Regions from separate parts of the Mus musculus genome. Here all the other regions are linked to region 2. Evidence: chromatin contacts called from public ChIA-PET and Hi-C data. All regions are on one chromosome and are shown on one strand. Each heading gives the region's core, a stretch centred on a gene start, on an enhancer-like site or on the middle of the called end of the contact. The rest is flanking DNA. Distances are from core to core; before and after follow the strand shown.

Region 1 (3,114 bases), core at 611-3,110, 330 kb before region 2:
TATAAGGTTCTCAGTTAAATGTGAATTTCAGAGAATAAGACATGTATATACATAGATATGATGAATGATCGATTAGTTTTGTTGTCACTGTGATGAAATAGCTGAGAAAAGGGAGGGTTCCTTTGGCTTATAGTTCTACCACACATCCATTTTTGAAGGGAAGGGATCAAGAGAGCAGGAGCTTAAAGCAGCTGGTCACATCGAACCCACAGCTTAGGGTGCTCTATCCCTAAGGGTAGATTATCCCATCTCAATTAACCCAATCAAGATGGAAAGCCATCTTCCAGGTAATTATAGATAATATGAAGTATATAACTGATATTAACCATCACATGAATGAGTATGTGTAACTGTATGTTTGTGTGTTAGTACTGGTGCTTGAACCCAGGGCCATGAATATTTGAGGGAAACACTATGTTCTTGAACTCCCTGCAAAGAATTAAATATAGTTTTTAAATGTAAGTGTACCTCATTCAATATTAAGGAGATATTTCTACTAGTTTAGCACATTCATGGCCTTGAGTTCTATCTGTAACACTCAAATATTAGGGTGGTAAGGAGCAAAGCGGGAACCAGGATTCATGATAAAGCTGCCACAGGCCACAGAGGATCCTTGGCCATGCATTCTGAAAAATAGAGGGTCCATGCTGAAATCATGAAGATTGTATTTGTCTGCTGGAACATGGACAGAAGATAAAATAGTAAGGACTAAAGGCTGAAGGTAGAGTTCAGGGTATATGCACTTAGCATGTGTGAGGCCCTGGGTTCAGTCCCAAAGAGATGAAGCAGTGGGAAAAGGAGGAGGAGGAGGAAGAGGAAGAAGAGAAGGAGGAAGAAAAAGAAGAAGAAAGGAGAAAGAAAGAAGAAAAGAAGAAAGACTCAGACTATGTTCGTAGTGTCATAACTTCCTGTTGTGGATAGTCCTGGGGCTAATTGTAATTGATGTTAATTCTGTTTTCCCATGAGGGGTTTCCAAGAAGGAATGAGTCAGCACTCAGATGATTTCCTGTAAATCTGCTCCCACCTTAATTTATAAATAAATGCTAGAGCTGGGCAGAGAAAGAGGGGAAGGTGGAGCTGAAGGTTTTGGAAGAGAAGGAGAGAAAGTGAGAATGACAGAGGAGGAAGAAGGAAAGTGGAATAGAAGCACCTGGCCTGGAGAAGCTGCAAGTTCTAAGGGATCTCTTCTATGGGGAAGATGGTAGTGTAATGGTAGATCTGCCCAATCTAGGCACTATATAGCATGCATTCATATTAATTGAGTTGTGTTTTCATTGCCCGGGCTTATTTGTGTTGGATATTTACTACAACAACTTCCTTTATATAACAAATGATTTATACTGTTAGTATTTCCTAACATATTTATTAATTTTGTGTGTTGGAGGGGCATATACATAGTTCTTTTCTTCCCTGCGTTTGGGTCCTGGGCATTGAACTTGAGTCACTAGGCTTGATGGCAAGTGTCTTTATTTTTTGAACCATATTGCCATCCCCTATGGAATTAAATTTGAACAGCCACTCTAACCTAAATTGGGTAATTCTAGGAATAAACATTAGTTTGCAGGCTGTATTTTCTCATCTGGTCCCCTTACCATCGTGAACGCCAGAAAATATCTAAATGCCTTTATGTCACAGTATATGTAGGCAGGCTCCAGACATACTCACTCTGAGTCTTTAACAAGAATTATACTCATATACATATTTTCGTACATTAACATTTGGGAGGTTGGTCTATCATTGTATGTTTCACTTCAGGAAGTCAGTTCGAGTTGTTCTCAGTTTTGTTCACCAAAGCTGCTTGTAGAAAGTGGCAGAGATTGAGTGGGGCTTTGAGGATGAGCCAGCTGTAATTTCCTCCTTAAGGCCCGAGTCATGGTTGGAGTGAGTCCAGTTCCTGTTTCCATGTTTTCTTTATTGTTAAGAGAGGCCCCTTTCTAACTGGACTTTTCTCAGCAGTTTCAGGAGATTGATTTGGCTTTTACCAGGAGTAATTAAGACATTTTTAATTCGAGTTGCTGACATCCTGGAGTTAGGTTTCAGGGTAATACAATGCAGATCAGAGACAGTTAGTGAAGTCCATTCCTCTGGTGGTGATGGTACAAGTATCTTTCTTTTGTCAATACTCTGTGTCTTTTTTAATTTCACAGTGAGCAGATCTTTAACTGTTATATGCATGGGTCCATCTTTCTTTAATGGATCAACTTGAAGTGCTTTAGTGGTACCAGATTTTCTGAGCAGCAAAGGTGCTAAGAGTGGTGGAGATGGAGGAAGGGGGAAGGAGGAGGAGGGGAAGGAGGAGGAGGGGTAGGAGGAGGAGACTGCGGCAGAGTGGGAGGATGACTGGCTGGCTGTGTGGGAGGAAGTGTGGTTGTTGGAGCACAGGCAGGCACAGTTATAAGTTTATCACTCAGGCAACACGTGTGGCAACAACTTGAACAAGATGAGTTTTCTGAGATACTCTTTGGGTTTTTTTGAAGCTTGCACAATTCACTTTTCAAAACACACAGTTGTTGTTTTAGACTGTGAAGTTCTCTGTGGTAGACTGTATCTTTCAATACTTCTAAACTCCAGCTGGGCTACACAGGTCTGACTGCAACTGTATATGCACCATGCTCTATTTGTCCAAAGGTTTATTGCATCTTTGATGTTAGGAAAGCTAAAGTTCTAAAGTTCCAAGATGATCATAGTCAGTTTCTACTTTGGGGAATAACCACTCTTTCTGGTATGGGTGGTGAAGGAGGGGGTGTCAGTAACTTAGGGAGGACCTAAGGGGCTTCTTTCTTCTTAAACACTCATTTGGTTTTGGCTTTTAGCTTTCTTCTTCACTGTTTGAACTTGGGCATGATTTTAGTCTAAGAGCCTGGGGATTAGATGTCAGACCTAAGCCTCTTCCACGCCATAAAGAAAACCTAATATCCACATTTTGAATGTAGCCTGAGGCAACCATCTCATGGTTAACCCATCTTTGTTCTTTCCCAAAGGATGAGCATGATAAGCCTTCTCAACCCAGCCTTCTAGCTTTTAGTTTCTAGAGGATGGTGACACTACCGACCTTCAATAAATTAATCCCATTTTAATCTCATATCAAGAGTCTTAAGTCAGCCTAAGTGTCCT
Region 2 (3,316 bases), core at 133-2,632:
TACAATGTTAGCATTTTTACATTTTGGGCTTTTTCATTTTTATACAGGGAAAAAAACTGAAAGATTGCAAGATCAAATTTTGTTTTTAGAAAACACTACCGTGAACAAAGACTACTTTGTAATTAGAATCTTATCCCCACCCCCACCTCCACCCCCCACCCACCCCCCACCCCCCGCATAAAACAGCCTAAAATGGCGGTCAATTGTAGATGAATGGATGCTGTAGCTGAGCTCTTGGATCCTTTGAAAGCTGTTTGACTTTTCCTGGAGAAAAGTCTCAACAGTCCTTTGTGTCTTAAGGGGAAGGTTAAATTGAACCCTCTCAGACGATGAAGGGACAAGACCAAACTGAATCTAACATTGTTGAGAAGTCAAAGGCAAAAGGAAGCTACTAACTTGATGCAGTCTGTGCCAGTTTAGTTATACCGATTTCCCCCTGCTACTTGTATTCCATAAAAACAAAACAACAACAAAGCCTAAATCTTAGAATTCTTAAATGCTATTAAACATGCAAAGGGAATTTTAGTTCTATGCAAAACAAATTTGCAACTCTGTATGTGAAAACTGAACAAGAGGACAGGCTCATGGAAGTTGGGTGACGTCATCAGACGTCACTTCGCTTATTTGGGAGGTTACTAGCTCTTTCCCCCACGATTTAATGATTTAAAGGAAAACAAAAAACCAAAAAACAGATCCACTGTATAAGACTTGGCTGTATGCCTTTTACTTCCCAACAATATTAGATTCAATTTGGTCTTGTCCCTACATTGTCTGAGAGGGTTGAATTTAACCTTTCCCTAAGACGCAAAGGCTTTTCTCCAGGAAAAGTCAGCCTTCAAAGGATCAAAGAGCTCAGCTACAGACTGAGCGCGGAGAAAAGCAAGTCCACGCGCCAGGGCAACTCAGACCGCAAGCAGCTCCTCTGATTTTAAAGGAAAATCTAGAGGATCGGAATCCACAAGACGGATGGGGACCAAAGATTCCATCCATCGTCCAAGCGGGAGACAAAGGTAATTCAGCGCGTGCGGGAACAGGGAGACGACAGTGGGTGGCTCCTTGGCCTTAGCTGGTGGCGTGACTCCAACAAGACTCTCAGGACGAGCAGGGACTGGGTAGGACAAGAGGAAGGTCCGGGTTGGGGCGGGCAAAGAGACTCCCGGCAGGAGGGGCGAGGCTGGGAACGCCAAGCCACGCCCCTGCATCAGACCACGCCCCTCAGAGGCAGGCGCCCAGGTCACGCGCTGGGGTGACGGTCGGCTTTAGGCCCGGGGCGGGCGCAGCTGAGGCAGAGCGCGTGCCTCACGTCCTCCTCAGTCCCCCCCGCCCCTGCGCTGCGCACGCGCAGCCGTGCCCCGCCCCTTGTCCCCGGGATGGGCGGGGCGCGGAGCCGCCGGGAAAGCCGCCGGAGCGCGCTGGGCAGGGGAGCGCGCTAGCCTCCACCGCCGCGTCACGGACCTGCCCGCCCTCCCGGCCCCTCCCCGCGCTCCGTTCCCTGCTCTCCCGCCCCCCTGCGAGCGAGCGGTGACTTAAGCAACGGAGCGCAGCGAAGCCCATTTTTCTCCTTGCTCGCAGCCGCGCCGGGCAGCTCGTGGCGCGGCGTCTCCGCTCCGGCCCGAGATGAATGCTGCGGCAGAAGCCGAGTTCAACATCCTGCTGGCCACCGACTCGTACAAGGTGGAGTTGCGATGGGGGGGGGGGGGGGTCTCCGGGCCCGGGGCGGCGGGAGCCGGCGCGGCGGGATGGGGCAGGTGGAGGAGCCGCAACGCGGTGGCTGAAGGATGGAGGCGCGGGCCGGAGGCGGGGCCTACGCCGCGGCGGGGGCGCGGCCGGAGGCTCGGCGGGATGGGCGCACGCTGCAGCTACCGTAGCCGCCGGCGGCCTTGGCTCTGGGACAGGGAGGACTGGATGAGACCGTGGGACGATCGGGCCGGTTAGGTAACAGCCCCTGGCTCGGCAGGTACGGTCCTGCCCCGGGGAGCTCGGGGAGAGGTCCTGGCGGTGTGCCCCTCACCCAGCCAGTGGTCCCAGCGCGGAGGATAACCCGGCCCCGGGAGCCGCGTCTGATTCAGCTGTCCCACTCGGTGGGGTTGCATTTCCAACTCCCTTGCACCTAGGGATCATTCACGTGCCTGCCCCCTGGTTGCAGAGGCCAGTGTGCTCTGGCTCTCCAGGATCAACTACGTGATTTCTGTGAAATGGAAAGTGAAACACCAAGAGTTAAAGGAACTGGAGTTATAACCCTGGAGAATTTGTGGGGAGAGTAAAATGGCACATTGCTTTAAGGTGCCTATTGAGTTGACTCTTGCACTAATTCCATTTGATATGCACCTTAGCCAAGAGAGGAATGATGAAGAAATGCCCGCCCGCCCCCCCCCCCCATACACACTGTGAAATGAACTGCACTGATCTTCAGTTAAGTTTGTTAGCCAAGACGCTTAAAAGATAAAATGTCAGACTAGTAGGACCCTCGCGAGAACAGATTAAATTTTAGCTTTCAAGTTTAGTATTTACTTGAACATCGTGATGGTTTTGAGTAGCGATTTAGGCGTAGTACTCTCGTGGTTTTGTTTTGGTTCTTTGCTTTTTACTTTTTGTAGCCCTGTAATCTGAATGTTTCAGAGTCCCATTTGCTTACATACTAGTTTGTCCTTTTTTTTTTTTTTTTTTTTTTTTTGGTAAACTATTGTAAGTAAGTAATTTTTCATTTTAAAGGGTCCAAGATTTATCAACAGGTGGTCTTTCGCATGGAATTTCATTTTACTTCATTTTAGTTTTTTGAGGCAGAGTTTCTGTGTAGCAGCCCTGGCTGTCCTAGAACCTGCCTTGTAGACCAGGCTGGCCTTGAACTCAGAGAGCTGCCTGCCTCTGCCTCCTAAGTCATGGAATTAAAGGTGTGTGCCTCCACATCCTACTTCAGATGGGATTTTAAAGTGGAAATCACCTTTTCAAGATTATTACCATTTCTGTTGTGGTACTGGAGGCTCTAAAATCTCTGCATGATGTAGTTCAGTTGAAGTGTTTTGGGTATTCTTAGTGATTTTAGAAAAGCCTCATTTTGTAAAAGTAAAATATCAGTAAATATCCCAAGATAATTTTCAGATATTTTACTGTATTATGTGTAAACGATTGAACGTAAAGGGAAATATAAACAGACTTAAAAGTCCAGGCTTAGGAGGGCACATAATTATTTTAATCCCAACACTCAGAAACCAGAGAGGCAGGCTTCTGTGAGGTCCAGGCTAGTCTGCTCTACATAGCAGAGAAGGAGCAGCTGGAACTACAGGGTTTATCAAAAAGAAAGCAGTAGCTCCTCCCG
Region 3 (3,585 bases), core at 693-3,192, 340 kb after region 2:
GCAGAGACAGGCCCAGAATATACAAATCAGGTCTGAACAGATTAAGGGTCTCCCTGGTCAGTCTCCAAATGGAGTAACTGGGAACGTCTATCAATCAGATGTGTCTAACCTTTGGCCTAGGATCCGAGCGCATCCCAGGCTAGCCACGACTACAGCTCAACACATTTGCAGGTGGCAGTGTCACGACACAGTGTCAAAAGGTTGAATATTCCTGCCTTAGACAGAAGAGATCCTGAGGGCTGTGGGAAGGCCGTGCTTTATCGTATGTGTGCTTTTATATCATGTGTGCCTCTTATTTGGGAGTGGTTCTGGCTTCTACTTCCCTGGTTTCCATCCTGGGCTAGCCTGTTCTCCATACCCCAGACTGATATACTAACTTAGTATTCAGTATTTCTGTCTCCCCCTTCTCTGCATACCACCTCAAAATTAATCTCCCCCAAATTAATATTTATCAGGTGTTCAATAAATGAATATTTTCCATTACTTCCCAGAAACTGCAGTTCTCCAGGTCCTGCACTCAGGCCCCACCTAGTCCAGCAGGTAGAGTGCGCCTCAGAGGAGTCTCGGGCAGCCATACTTGTTCCTCCTCTGTCTCTGCTTCCCTAGTCTCCTCCCTTGTGCTCATAGCCACCTTTTGTTTCAGGACCAGCTTTAGCCTGGAAATCTCTTCCCTGCATCTCGCATGGCAGGCTGTATGGCCTCTAGGTTCCCCGGGACACTGTGCTGCAGGCCGAATTCACAATGCATTGGGCCCTCAACTGTTTAATTCCTCCCACCGTTCCATGAGTGCCAGAAGTCAAACTTAGCTCATCAGGCGTGCATGACAAATGCCTTCCCCATGGGATCATCCTGTAGTGCCAGGAAGTTCCTCTTTTAGCATTCAGAGGTAACCCCCAGCCTGCATCTTCCCATTCAATGTCAACATTAAGGTTGCTCACACAGAAAAAGATGGTATGCCACCAGAGTCACCTGTGCACACACCATGTAGACGAAAACAGTGGCCTGTATTGTGCCTTGTTTCATTGTAAATGTATATATAAAATTTATAATTTACATATATATGAACACATACATTATACACACACATATATACATCATATACATATATATCACATACATATATATGTAACGTTTTAAAATGAGTTGCAGGCCTAATGGCATTTCACCTGTTTGTTACTCTGTCACATCCTGACTTGTTTTCTTGAGCTAACACATCCGAGTTTTCAGAGCTTCATCTTATAAAACCGTGCTATGCATTGCAGAGATGGGTTTCCTTCTGCAGTGAGCACCACACCTGTGTGGGGACTGCTCTGGCACTCGGTGAAATCCCCGTTCCACAGCAGGGAGTTTCTCAGGACCCCCTTAGCATCCATCAGTGGTGGCTGCCAGGATTCATCATTTCTTCACGGGGAGAAGGATGACCGCTTACAGATTCCATGCCTCTGACCTACTTTTTCCAGCCAGCATTCGTCAGTGAAGAAGGCACCATTCTTTTAGATTCCACTTAAAAGCTGGAGTGGGGGCTTTCCCTTTAATTACTAACTTTCAGACATTGGGTTTGAACACCACGATTCTTAAGCTGGCAAGACTGAGGATTGGTGTGCTGGCATTTCAAGATGTGTGTGTTGTGAAAATACAGTCATCGCGGAAGTTCAGAGACAGGGGACGCTCCAGGAAGAATGGTGCTAGGGGTTAGTAGAGCCCGAGTTTTAAAACATTATGAAGCATTACCCCACACACTCAGGGGACCCTCTGCTTTAATTTGAGGAAGGAAGAAGATAATTACACTTGCAATAAGCTGGTTCTTACCTTCCGATTGGAGAATTTAGGCTGGCTTAGGTGAGCCACTGAGGCAAATTGCAGACTCGGGTGAATGGGACTCCTGTGTGTTAGGAAGCCAGGGTGCTTCCTGTAACCCTGACTCATCAGGAAACCGCTGAGCACCCAGGAAGTGGGTGACACGGGGCTGGGTCCTTTGTGGGGTACGAGGGGGAAGCCTCGGCCACTACCCTCAGGAACTCACCATGCAGCTCACTGGGGTCCCTGACACTGCACAGAGGATGGAGTGGGGTTCAAGATTCCCAGTGATAAGAAGAGGAAAAGACTTCAGTTTATGGTCAGCAAGACCTTTAAGGGCAGGGCTGCTTGGCTGTGGCTCTGCGTGGAACACAGTAAAGGGTATGTTGTAGAAGCCAAGTTCTTGTAGGTAGGTAGGAAGGAAAGAAGGAAGGAAGGGAGGGAGGAAGGGAGGACACTTTAGATAGAAACAGCAGAAATGGCTAGGATGTGGAGAGTCCGTGTTCCAGGGAAGAGTTACGAAGGCCTTTGGAGAGCTGTGAGTTCCCCAGGAAGCTGCTGTTGGGAAAAAGAAGGCATGGTGAAATTCATCAGGACCAAAGGGAAACCACAGCTTCATCCATGGGATGGACCACTGCAGGCTTGCATGGGCACTGCACAGAAGCACATCCCTTGGTTCAGAAATTATTATATACATCTTGCCTTTTCTATTTGGGGTCCTAGGGGCAGATCTCCCTCCCCTCCCCTCCCCTTCCCTCCCCTCCCCTCCCCTCCCCTCCCCTCCCCTCCCCTCCCCTCCCCTCCCCTCCCCTCTCCTCCCCTCCCCTCTCTCTTATTTATATATATATATATATATACACACACACATGCACACACTTAAAGAGTTTTACAATTACCCGACTGCTACCAGTGTTATTATAAGGAACCTATTCTAAAATATTGCTAATTACAAATTTTACTGATAAAATGATGCAGAGTATACAATTTATGAATAATAAAATATCTTAAAGTTTTATCCCATCCAGTGGTTTGTTTCTGAATTCTCATCCCTGCATGTCAAGCTCTCAGTGTAGAATCCAAGCTGAGGTTAGTTACTGTCCTCTTAACAAGTGCACAGTACACGTACAGTGTGAACAACTTGGACAGTAGTCAGCAACACAGCCCACTGGCACTATCTTACCTGAAACCTGTTTTTATACATGGAAGTTATCGTACATCTTTGGATATAGGTAGTTGTTGGGCTGCTTGCTTAGCATGCAGAGATCCCTAGGTTAAGTCGCCAGCAAAGAATAAAAAAACCAGGCATGGTGGCACATACCTGAAATTCTAGCACTTGGGAGGCAGAGAGGCAGAGAGGCAGAGGCAGAGGAGGATCATAAGTTCAAGGCTAGCCTGGGCTACGTATTAAGTTTGAGGCCAGCCTGGGCAGCTATATGAGGCTGTGTCAAGAAGGGGAGGGGTTACTGCAGTAGAGCCCTGCTTGTTCATTTAGGTATCGTCTGGGATTGCTTTCTTGCTGCTATGGCTGAGTGAGGTAGAAAAGACAAGAATCTTATGGCCCCAAAGCTTAAAAAATATAAATAACACTCCCTGTTTCTAGAAAGTTACTAATCCCTGCCCAACACATTTGTAGCAGTGCAGTACACCCAGATAATTAAGTTATACATTGTGATTTTTTAAATATATCAAATTGTAAGCTTATATCATATAACCTTTAATTACTTAATGTAGCACTGCAGTGCACAGAGATTCTAAGCCAAAACAAATGAAGCCGTCACTATTAGGCAG

The links. Hi-C and Micro-C count contacts between places; a contact is called where the count stands out from the background. ChIA-PET counts read pairs in DNA pulled down with a chosen protein or histone mark.
Region 1: a contact with region 2 is called in a Hi-C map of group 2 innate lymphoid cells, with 2.1 times the contacts expected there. The contact joins the enhancer-like site here to the promoter of Nampt in region 2. A contact is called at or near these places in 1 of 39 promoter capture datasets (the HPC-7 cell line), 1 of 484 Hi-C or Micro-C datasets (group 2 innate lymphoid cells) and 1 of 115 datasets of contacts at active chromatin or transcription factors (forebrain).
Region 3: an RNA polymerase II ChIA-PET map of effector CD8 T cells shows a contact between it and region 2, with 12 read pairs. The contact joins the enhancer-like site here to the promoter of Nampt in region 2. A contact is called at or near these places in 6 of 39 promoter capture datasets (fetal liver, hippocampal neurons, liver and 2 more), 3 of 484 Hi-C or Micro-C datasets (CD8 T cells and the G1E-ER4 cell line), 3 of 115 datasets of contacts at active chromatin or transcription factors (effector CD8 T cells, memory CD8 T cells and microglia) and 2 of 9 other capture datasets (adipose tissue and liver).

The regions. Positions count from the first base shown.
Region 1 is chr12:32,484,576-32,487,689 of GRCm38.p6, forward strand. It overlaps the pseudogene Gm17820. Among named protein-coding and RNA genes, the nearest start is that of Gm40375, 88 kb to the left of the region's middle. Within about 2 kb of position 1,861, at least 39 of the 459 cell types and tissues checked have an H3K27ac peak or open chromatin away from gene starts, as enhancers often do. A contact at or near this core is called in the HPC-7 cell line and group 2 innate lymphoid cells, where this site is marked.
Region 2 is chr12:32,818,953-32,822,268 of GRCm38.p6, forward strand. It overlaps Nampt (nicotinamide phosphoribosyltransferase), which reads left to right and starts at 1,383. Exons shown (of 11, transcript NM_021524.2): 1 at 1,383-1,674. The coding sequence starts at 1,618.
Region 3 is chr12:33,158,714-33,162,298 of GRCm38.p6, forward strand. The region is part of intron 2 of Atxn7l1 (ataxin 7-like 1); the gene reads left to right. Among named protein-coding and RNA genes, the nearest start is that of F730043M19Rik, 13 kb to the left of the region's middle. Within about 2 kb of position 1,943, at least 62 of the 459 cell types and tissues checked have an H3K27ac peak or open chromatin away from gene starts, as enhancers often do. A contact at or near this core is called in CD8 T cells, the G1E-ER4 cell line, effector CD8 T cells and 2 more, where this site is marked.